Regions from separate parts of the Sus scrofa genome. Here all the other regions are linked to region 2. The links are chromatin contacts, called in public HiChIP or PLAC-seq maps. All regions are on one chromosome and are shown on one strand. The core of a region is the stretch at or near the end of the contact, and the rest is flanking DNA. Distances in the headings are between cores, read along the strand shown.

Region 1 (2,700 bases), core at 5-2,504, 280 kb after region 2:
ATGACAGGAGTTCTCCTGTGGTACAACAGCTTAAAGATCTGGCATTGTCACTGCAGTAGCTTGGGTTGCTACGGTGGTGCAGATTTGATCCTTGGCCATGGGAACCTCCACATGCCACTAGCCTCCACTAAAAAAAAAAGTGAATCTACACAAAGACCTCAGAACGCATATTTAAATGAATTTATTAAATAATCTAACATTTTCCCACTGACAGATGCTAACTTTAGCATATCTTAAATTCTGAACATATTTTCTTATTGTTGAAAAGTTTTTGAAGTATGGCATGCTCTCAAAGGAGAAATAATAAAGAAAAAAAGTTAGATATTACTACATAAACATGAAAGGCGGTACGTAAGAAAATACTACAGGCAAAATTAAAAGGTAAAAGATGACGCGGAGAAGGGATTTGTAATACACTCATAATGCATTAAAAAAAAAAAGTCAGAAAATAAGATATAACCTAGTAGGAAAATGGCAAAGGACATGAAAAAATAATTCTCAAACAGCCAATAAACATATTTTTAAAGGCTCATTTTTGCTAGAAGCACCACAATCTATATTGGAAAAAAACCAATCATGGTGCTTTGTGCTAATCATATTGGCAAAGACATTTTAAAATGCTTATTATTCAACTCGGAGAAATTTGGCCATTCTAATAGGAGCTAGTATGGTAGATCTGAGAACAGAGGTGAAAGGAAACTAACCATGAGGGGCTGTGCGTGGACGTGCAGGACTCCCAGACACCACAGAGGCGTCGTAGATGTTGGAGACCGCGCCTTAGTGGCTCTAGACCTCATTTCCCTTAGCAGTGAACAACAATCACAGCATAAAAGAGAAATTAAAAACTCAAATTAATCCGGGGTGGTTTTGCATAGTGAGTGTAATAGCAAGATGATGACAGACCACGGGTGAGAAGCAAATGAAGTGAACCAGTCATTCATGTAACTGGTATTTACTGAGTCCCCTGTGAGCTGGCATTCAGGAAATGAAAGCATTTTGAAGTGCACAGGGTGGGGGTACTAAATACCGTCACAATGCTGTGCAAGCAGGATCCACCACAATTCTTTTCATCTTGAACACCGCAGCTCTGCAGCCACACAATAGAAACGCCCCATCCCTCCACTTCCCAGTCCTGACGACCACCCTTTTTCCTGTCTTCCTCTGCCATTTGGACTCTTCTAAGTACCTTGTGAGGTGGAGTCATACAGTATTCGTCATTTTGCGATTGGCTTATTTTGTAATAGCCTCAAGGTTCATTCATACTGTAGCGTATGTCAGAATTTCCTTCCTCTTTAAGGCTGAGTAACTTTCCACCTTACATATATACCACATTTTGTTTATCCATTAATCCTTCGAGGGACAATGGGCTGCTTCCACATTTCAGCCATTGTGAATAACGCTGCTTCAAACAAAGCTGTACAAATATGTCCTTGAGGTCCTGCTTTCAGTTCTTTCAGATATACACCCAGAAGGAGAATAGCTCGGTCATAATTTTACCCTTAAAATTTTGAGGAATCATCATACTTCTCCACAGCAACTGTAATATTGTACAATCCCAGCAACAGTGCACAAGGGTTCCAATTTCTCCACGTTCTTCCCAACATTTGCCATTTTCTGCTGTTTTCATACTAGCCAACCTAATGGGCGTCTTATTACAATTGTGATTTGCACCTTCCTAATGAGAAGTGATGTTGATCATCTTTTCACGTGCTTATCCGCCGTTTCTGCATCTTCTTTGAAGAAATAACCTATTCGAGCTTTGTCCATTTTTTTAATCAAGCCAGAAGTTTTTGTTAAGTTTAAAAGTTCTCTATGTATTCTTGACATTAATCTCTTATTAGATATGTGACTTGCAAATATTTTCTCCCATTCTGCATGTTGCCTTTTTACTCCACTGATGGCATCTTTTAATCACAAAATCTTTTAATTTTGATCAAATCCAATTTGTCTACTTTTTCTTTCCTTTTTTTTTTTTTTTTTTTTTTTTGTCTTTTTGCCATTTCTTGGGCCGCTCCTGCGGCATATGGAGGTTCCCAGGCTAGGGGTCTAATCAGAGCTGGAGCTACCAGCCTACACCAGAGCCACAGCCATGCGGGATCTGAGCCGCGTCTGCAACCCACACCACAGCTCACGGCAACACCGAATCCTTAACCCACTGAGCAAGGCCAGGGATCGAGCCCGCAACCTCATGGTTCCTAGTCGGATTCGTTAACCACTGCGCCATGACAGGAACTCCTACTTTTTCATTTATCATTTGTGCTTTTGGTGTCATATCCAAGAAATTACTAGATCCAACATTGCGAAGCTTCTGTCCTAGGTTTTAAGAGTTTGATAACTTACATTTACATTCAGGCCTCTGATCCATTTTGAGCTGGTTTTTACATGAAGTGTTAGATAATGATCCAACTTCATCCTTTGCATATGGATATCCAGTTTTCCTAGCACCATTTGTTGAGGAAGACTGTCCTTTCCCTTCTGAATGGTCTTGAAACTCTTGTGAAAAATCATCTGACCATACATGCAAGGGTTTATTCCTGGGCTGTCTATTCTACCCCATTGCTCTCTAGTCTGTCTTTATTCCAGTGCCAACTGTTTACCATGCGGTGTAGTAAGTATGAAATCAGGAATTTCAGTCCTCCAAGCTTTCTTCTTTGCCATGATTGTTTTAGCTATTTAGGTGAACTCAGGGATGCAAAAACT
Region 2 (2,700 bases), core at 130-2,629:
CCTAAAAGTTTAAGTGATAATTTGCATCAAAAGCAATGCAGGAGACTGAGGTGTGGGGACGGCCCCTAAGTAGAGGGCCTCCTCCTCACACACTCACAGGAAAGAGCAGGGAGGAAGGAAGTGTGGTGTGCTGCCACCAAGCGGTGAGTCAGGTAAGACCGGTGACTGCCAGGGCCCCTCACGTATCCAGAAGCCAGCCTCGTCCATCCGGAAGACAGACCCAAAAGCTAAGCTGCCCTCAGTGCTGTCCAGGAGAAGCAAAAGACGTTCCAAGGCTTGTGTGTTTTACTCAAAAACTGCAAAATCGGAACCTTGTTTGTGCTTATCTTAGTCATGATTCTAATAAGCTTGGTTTCAAACCTAATAAATTGTAGCAGTTGTTTTTGGGGTTTTTTTGTTTGTTTGTTTGTCTTTTAAGGGCCACAGGAATGGCATGTGGAGGTTCCCAGGTTAGGGGTCCAATCGGAGCTACAGCTGCTGGCCTGTACCACAGCCACAGCAACGCCAGATCCTTAACCCACCGAGTGAGGCCAGGGCTGGAACTGATGTCCTCCTGGATACTAGTCGGGTTTGTTACCACTGAGTTACAACAGGAGCTCCCAGATTTTTAAAAATTACCTCTGTTATTATCACTGTAAGTCTGCGAGGAAAATCCCAGTAGTATCTGGATATAAAATTATGTGTGAGCCTTGACAGCTGACACCATGTTTTATTCATTTCCCTGTGCCCAGCACCCAGCCCAGGGCCTCCCACATAGCACGTTCTCCGCACATATTTATTGAAAGAACTGAAACTGAGGAGAGGGGGTTGACCTAAACATCTGGATCTGGGTCTTTCCACATGTGCCTATGGGACCTGAAGCCCTCCCCAGCTGAGCAGCTCCTGCAGGGAGCATGGGTCGAGTGAGAAAAGGCCACCGACAGCACCTGTGGAACGTCATTGTGAAGAAGGGACATGCGGGGGGGAAGCAGGGAGGGAGACCCGAGGCGCCAAGCTGGCACTGAGTTTCCCGGTGGGCTCTGGGGCTCTGATTCCCGAGTGCTCCTTTGCGTCGTGAGACTTCTCAGGCCATGTGACATACCTACTGGACTTGGCGCTACATCGAACCTATCATCCATTGACTTTAACAGCCCATAATTAAGACCACGTTAGCCATGTCTGTCGGATTGGGGACAAGCCTTTTTAAGGACTCAAGTACAAAGTCTATGCAGCCACGCGGGGAAGGTATTTAGGCTAGGGTGCCTTTGGAATGCTCTTCTGGTCTTCCTGTGCATGGAGGTTTTGGGCATAGACTTTAAGCTGGTTCCAGATGGTGCAGCAAGATGGTCATGGTGACTCACCCAGTCTCTGGGGAGGACGCTCACTGGGGAGGCAGTGGGTGGCTGCAGAGGATTAGTGGGTTGTGAACCAAGTTGGCACCTATCGAAGGCTCTAGGCTCTCTTACTGGGCTGAATCACATGCCCCAGTGGAAACTTTCCCCATCCTGGGAGTCATTAATGTGTCATAGCCCATCATTTAAAAATGATGGGGTGTTTGGGACTTCCTTTCTCGCTCAGCCCACAGATCCTTATCCTCACACACACACTGAACCGTCGAAATGAAAGACTCCTCCAACTCACTTATTTGGTTCACTAAGGGCCGGCCAGTAGGGGCGATCACCACAATGAAGTGACAGAGGCCATGCCTCTGAGGATGGGATTCAACCTTGCCAGTGTTTTACAAGCAAGGCTGGATTTCCAGGCGCCCTTCATGTGTGAGCATGTTTCCATGTTTGCAAGGGATTCTGAAAGGGAAGTTGAAAGAGCTGGAGTCAAGCATTTGCACGGGTTACTCAGTCTCACGTCTGAGTGATGAACAGTATTGCCAGGACCAAATGGACGGTGAGGACAAGAAGGATGACAGAAAAAAAGGGCTCTTAAAGGCATACCCTGCCCCGGACTTCCTCTCCTCTCCCCTTCCTGATGACCCTGCAGGTAAATTTGGATGGCGATGTCTATGTTTAATTTTATCTGCAGAAAGAAGGGAAAATAGAGCTAGTTAGAGGCAGCCATGGGTTTCTTATTTGCTTTTAGATAAGCGGCATACCCATGTAGTGTACTCTTGGTAAAGACTGCTGGGGCTGCCTGTTTGCCCAAGACATGTCACTTCTAAACCATGGACGGGTTGAAATGCTACCAGAGCAAAACTCTTCATTCCTGCTCACAGATCTCCCTCCACCACCACCACCACCACCACACACACACACACACACACACACACACACACGAGCGCACAGTATTTTTTGAGCCCATTTTTGGAGATGTCACCCATTGCCTTGCTGCCATCCGTCCCTGTTTCAACATCTGCACGTCCATATGTTGTAACATCAGGCAGACGGGCTCCTGTGGGCTCAGCTATATTCCTCACAGGCCCAGGGACTCTCCTAGTTCCTTCCCAGACCCACCAAACCTCCACAAGTTTCCACGTGGAAACAAGAACACGACTGTCAGGCCCGCTGGACAAGGACGTCTGTCACCGCTGCCCTGCCCATTCCTGCCCGGGACCTCAATTGGAGCAGGCACTTAGCAGGGTCAGGATCCAGTGCTGCCCAATTTAATTCAGTTACTCTTCACCACAAGAGCAAAGACGGTTGTTGCAGTGACAGGACCTGGGTGAGGAATACAGGCTTCCGGCCAGCGACCTGCCAACACGTTGCCAAG
Region 3 (2,700 bases), core at 6-2,505, 450 kb before region 2:
TAATAAAACAGGGCCCCGTTTTCTTAGACTCACAGACTTTTGCAGGAATTGAAAGGTCTTTGGGAGCCATTGTTTTATTAGAGGAGATTGAAAGAGGTTAGGGCTGGGCCTGAGTTGCCAAGCTAGCAAGTGACACTAGGCAGAAAAGGGCTTCTTGGCTGCCAGCTCAGCACCCTGTTGTGCTGCACTCAAGATGCCTCTTTCCAGCCACCTTGTCCCCAGAGCCTAGTGTGGATGCTCTTTCTCCATTCTGCACCCCTGACGGGTGGATGCTTCTCTCAAACTTGAGTTACTTTAGCTCTGGAAGGGATGGGCATTTGGTAACTGTCACTTTGGGAAGAAAACCCTTTCAGGAATGAGAGCTGCCAGGACTCATTATGTAGGAAAGGATCCAGGAGTTTCAGCAAAGAGAGAATTTCCCCCTTGGTGGCATTTAGGCCGTGGTATAAATTCCTCTCACAGCATATTTTTTTTTTTTTTTAGGTTATCAGGCAGCCCCTCTTCTCCCTTTTTATTTATTTATTTATTTTGGTCTTTTTATCTTTTGGGAGCTGCACCCATGGCATGTGGAGGTTCCCAGGCTAGGGGTCGAATTGGAGCTGTAGTTGCCGGCCTACACCACAGCCACAGCAATGTAGGATTCGAGCCGTGTCTGTGACCTACACCACAGCTTAACCCCCGTGGCCTACACCAGATCCTTAACCCACTGAGGCTAGGGATTGAACCCACAACCTCATGGTTCCTAGTCGGGTTTGATAACCACTGAGCCATGACAGGAACTCCTCTCTTATAAGTGTTTTGTTTGCGTCCTTTGCCATAGACGTTACATGTTGCCAGTCTAATCCAGTCTCTTGTTTTGTGAAAATAGGTTTTTTGTTTATCAGAATGAACTTCTTCTCTGTCACTGTGTTGGAGTAGTCATTCTGGGACAGAAGTGATGGCTTTGGAATGTGTTACATTTTCAGATTTGCTGTAGAGGTTGTAAAAGGACCCCGTTGTTACTGGGAGGAGTTGGGTATGGGCCATAAGCAGTAGGGAGAGAGAGGCTGCCACAGGACAAAATTGCAGGCTTTTGCTAAAACTTACTTCTTGATTGCAAACTGTGACAAAAGAGTAAGACCTCTGTCACTCTCCAAGTTGCTAGTATTTGTGTCTTCACCTTGTTGTTTCCAAGCACCCCTCAAACATCTGCCACTTCTGGTCTTGTCCAGTCATGCTCTGGTGACAAGCCCCAGAAATCTGGCGGCTCTTCCTGCCAGCTCAGAGCAGCCGAGCCCCGGCACTGGGAACAGTGGCACTCTGGAACGCCTCTGCCACTGACATACAGGAGCACACGCCCTTTTTTCTTAATGCCCAGGCAGAGCCACCATAGTGGCTTTGAAATGTGTTCTGAAACGAGTAAACTCAAAGGATTCTGTTAATCTATTCTGATTTATTTAGGAGGCAGCAGCGTTCATTATTTGACTTATGTTACTGTTAATTAACCAAACTAAAACATGTTTCCTTTTTGCAAATTGAATGCTGAGAGAGTAACAGACACCAAATATTTTACAACAGGGATCCTTGAATTTGACTCTGAAATACCATATTTTATTTTACAGCAACTTCCGGTTTTAGCGACTCTGAAATACTTTCTATTATTAGCAAGTTTTGAATTTTAAATAAATTGAAATGGAAATGAAAGTTGTTTCTAAAAATAATACAGATTTTTTTTTTTTTTTTAATTCCATGTCATCATTGGTCAGGCCACCATTAGGAAGAAAATGTAAATTTCAAGCCAATCTCCTCTGGTTTAGCATTAATGAGAACCGGATGGAGCTGTTTATGAGAATAGATGGGAACGTCTGAGGGCTCTTCTCGTCGTGGGTACTCTTGGTGATCTACCCCGACTGATGTCCTACGGGCTGTTTGCATCAGCAGCATTTCTAAATCCCTAAGGAAGGTTCTCTGTTGCGTATTCTGAATTCCCTAGAGACGCTTTGGTTGAGGTCTGCTCTCATCAGGTGAGTGCTGTCTCCCAGTGTGGGTTGAGGAGATTGAGTGGCTAACAAATAATCCTATTGCTTTCCTGCTCCTTTTTAGTGAGATCTTCTTTGGGGGACTTTCTGCCTTGGAGTAAATTTTCCCTCTGATCTTCCCTCTCATTCAGTTATAAGGATGAAGATTGACTCCAAAGCTTGAAAGTGTTTTTTCTGGACTTTGGGATTCTGTGAACATTGCTTGTACTGGTGGTGATTGTGGAGGGTGTAAAACCCTCGTTTCCATTGGGATTTTAGCTAACTTAGTGGAACATGAAAAGGAAGGCAGGGAACTTCTTTTCACTTGTAAACATCACTTGGCTTATCCAGGGTCAGCTGAATCAAGGCAAAGCAATGACAGCAGAGGTCCTTTCTCCAGGTCACCTGACCTTCCTGAAAATACAGCTCAGGGATTATAACCAGAGCCTGCCTTAGGAGCACACTAATCACATGAAGAGGGAAGTGGGTGATTTAGCACTCCCTTAATTCCTCCTCTTAGTTTCTTTAGGATTAAATGCACCTTTAATTAAATGTAGGTTTCTGTTTGCCTGTACCCCTAACCTTTTGTTAATTGAATTGAATCTGTCAAATTCCAGGTCTCCTGCACCACAGGAGATGCGGGGTTTTGGAACACCGTGCGGTATTGCCTGCTCTGCAGTATGTAATTTGAAAAGCACTGTCC

What was found. HiChIP or PLAC-seq counts read pairs in DNA pulled down with a chosen protein or histone mark.
Region 1: an H3K27ac HiChIP or PLAC-seq map of alveolar macrophages shows a contact between it and region 2. The contact joins two enhancer-like sites. A contact is called at or near these places in 3 of 47 Hi-C or Micro-C datasets (adipocytes, fetal heart ventricle and fetal liver) and 1 of 2 datasets of contacts at active chromatin or transcription factors (alveolar macrophages).
Region 3: a contact with region 2 is called in an H3K27ac HiChIP or PLAC-seq map of alveolar macrophages. The contact joins two enhancer-like sites. A contact is called at or near these places in 2 of 2 datasets of contacts at active chromatin or transcription factors (alveolar macrophages and skeletal muscle).

The regions. Positions count from the first base shown.
Region 1 is chr11:14,612,760-14,615,459 of Sscrofa11.1, reverse strand. The region is part of intron 12 of COG6 (conserved oligomeric Golgi complex subunit 6); the gene reads right to left. Among named protein-coding and RNA genes, the nearest start is that of COG6, 38 kb to the right of the region's middle. Within about 2 kb of position 1,254, at least 4 of the 83 cell types and tissues checked have an H3K27ac peak or open chromatin away from gene starts, as enhancers often do. A contact at or near this core is called in alveolar macrophages, where this site is marked.
Region 2 is chr11:14,895,075-14,897,774 of Sscrofa11.1, reverse strand. All of the region lies in intron 2 of LOC102159588 (a long non-coding RNA gene), which reads left to right. Among named protein-coding and RNA genes, the nearest start is that of COG6, 320 kb to the right of the region's middle. Within about 2 kb of position 1,379, at least 10 of the 83 cell types and tissues checked have an H3K27ac peak or open chromatin away from gene starts, as enhancers often do. A contact at or near this core is called in alveolar macrophages, where this site is marked.
Region 3 is chr11:15,345,771-15,348,470 of Sscrofa11.1, reverse strand. The region is part of intron 1 of FOXO1 (forkhead box protein O1); the gene reads left to right. Among named protein-coding and RNA genes, the nearest start is that of FOXO1, 63 kb to the left of the region's middle. Within about 2 kb of position 1,255, at least 7 of the 83 cell types and tissues checked have an H3K27ac peak or open chromatin away from gene starts, as enhancers often do. A contact at or near this core is called in alveolar macrophages, where this site is marked.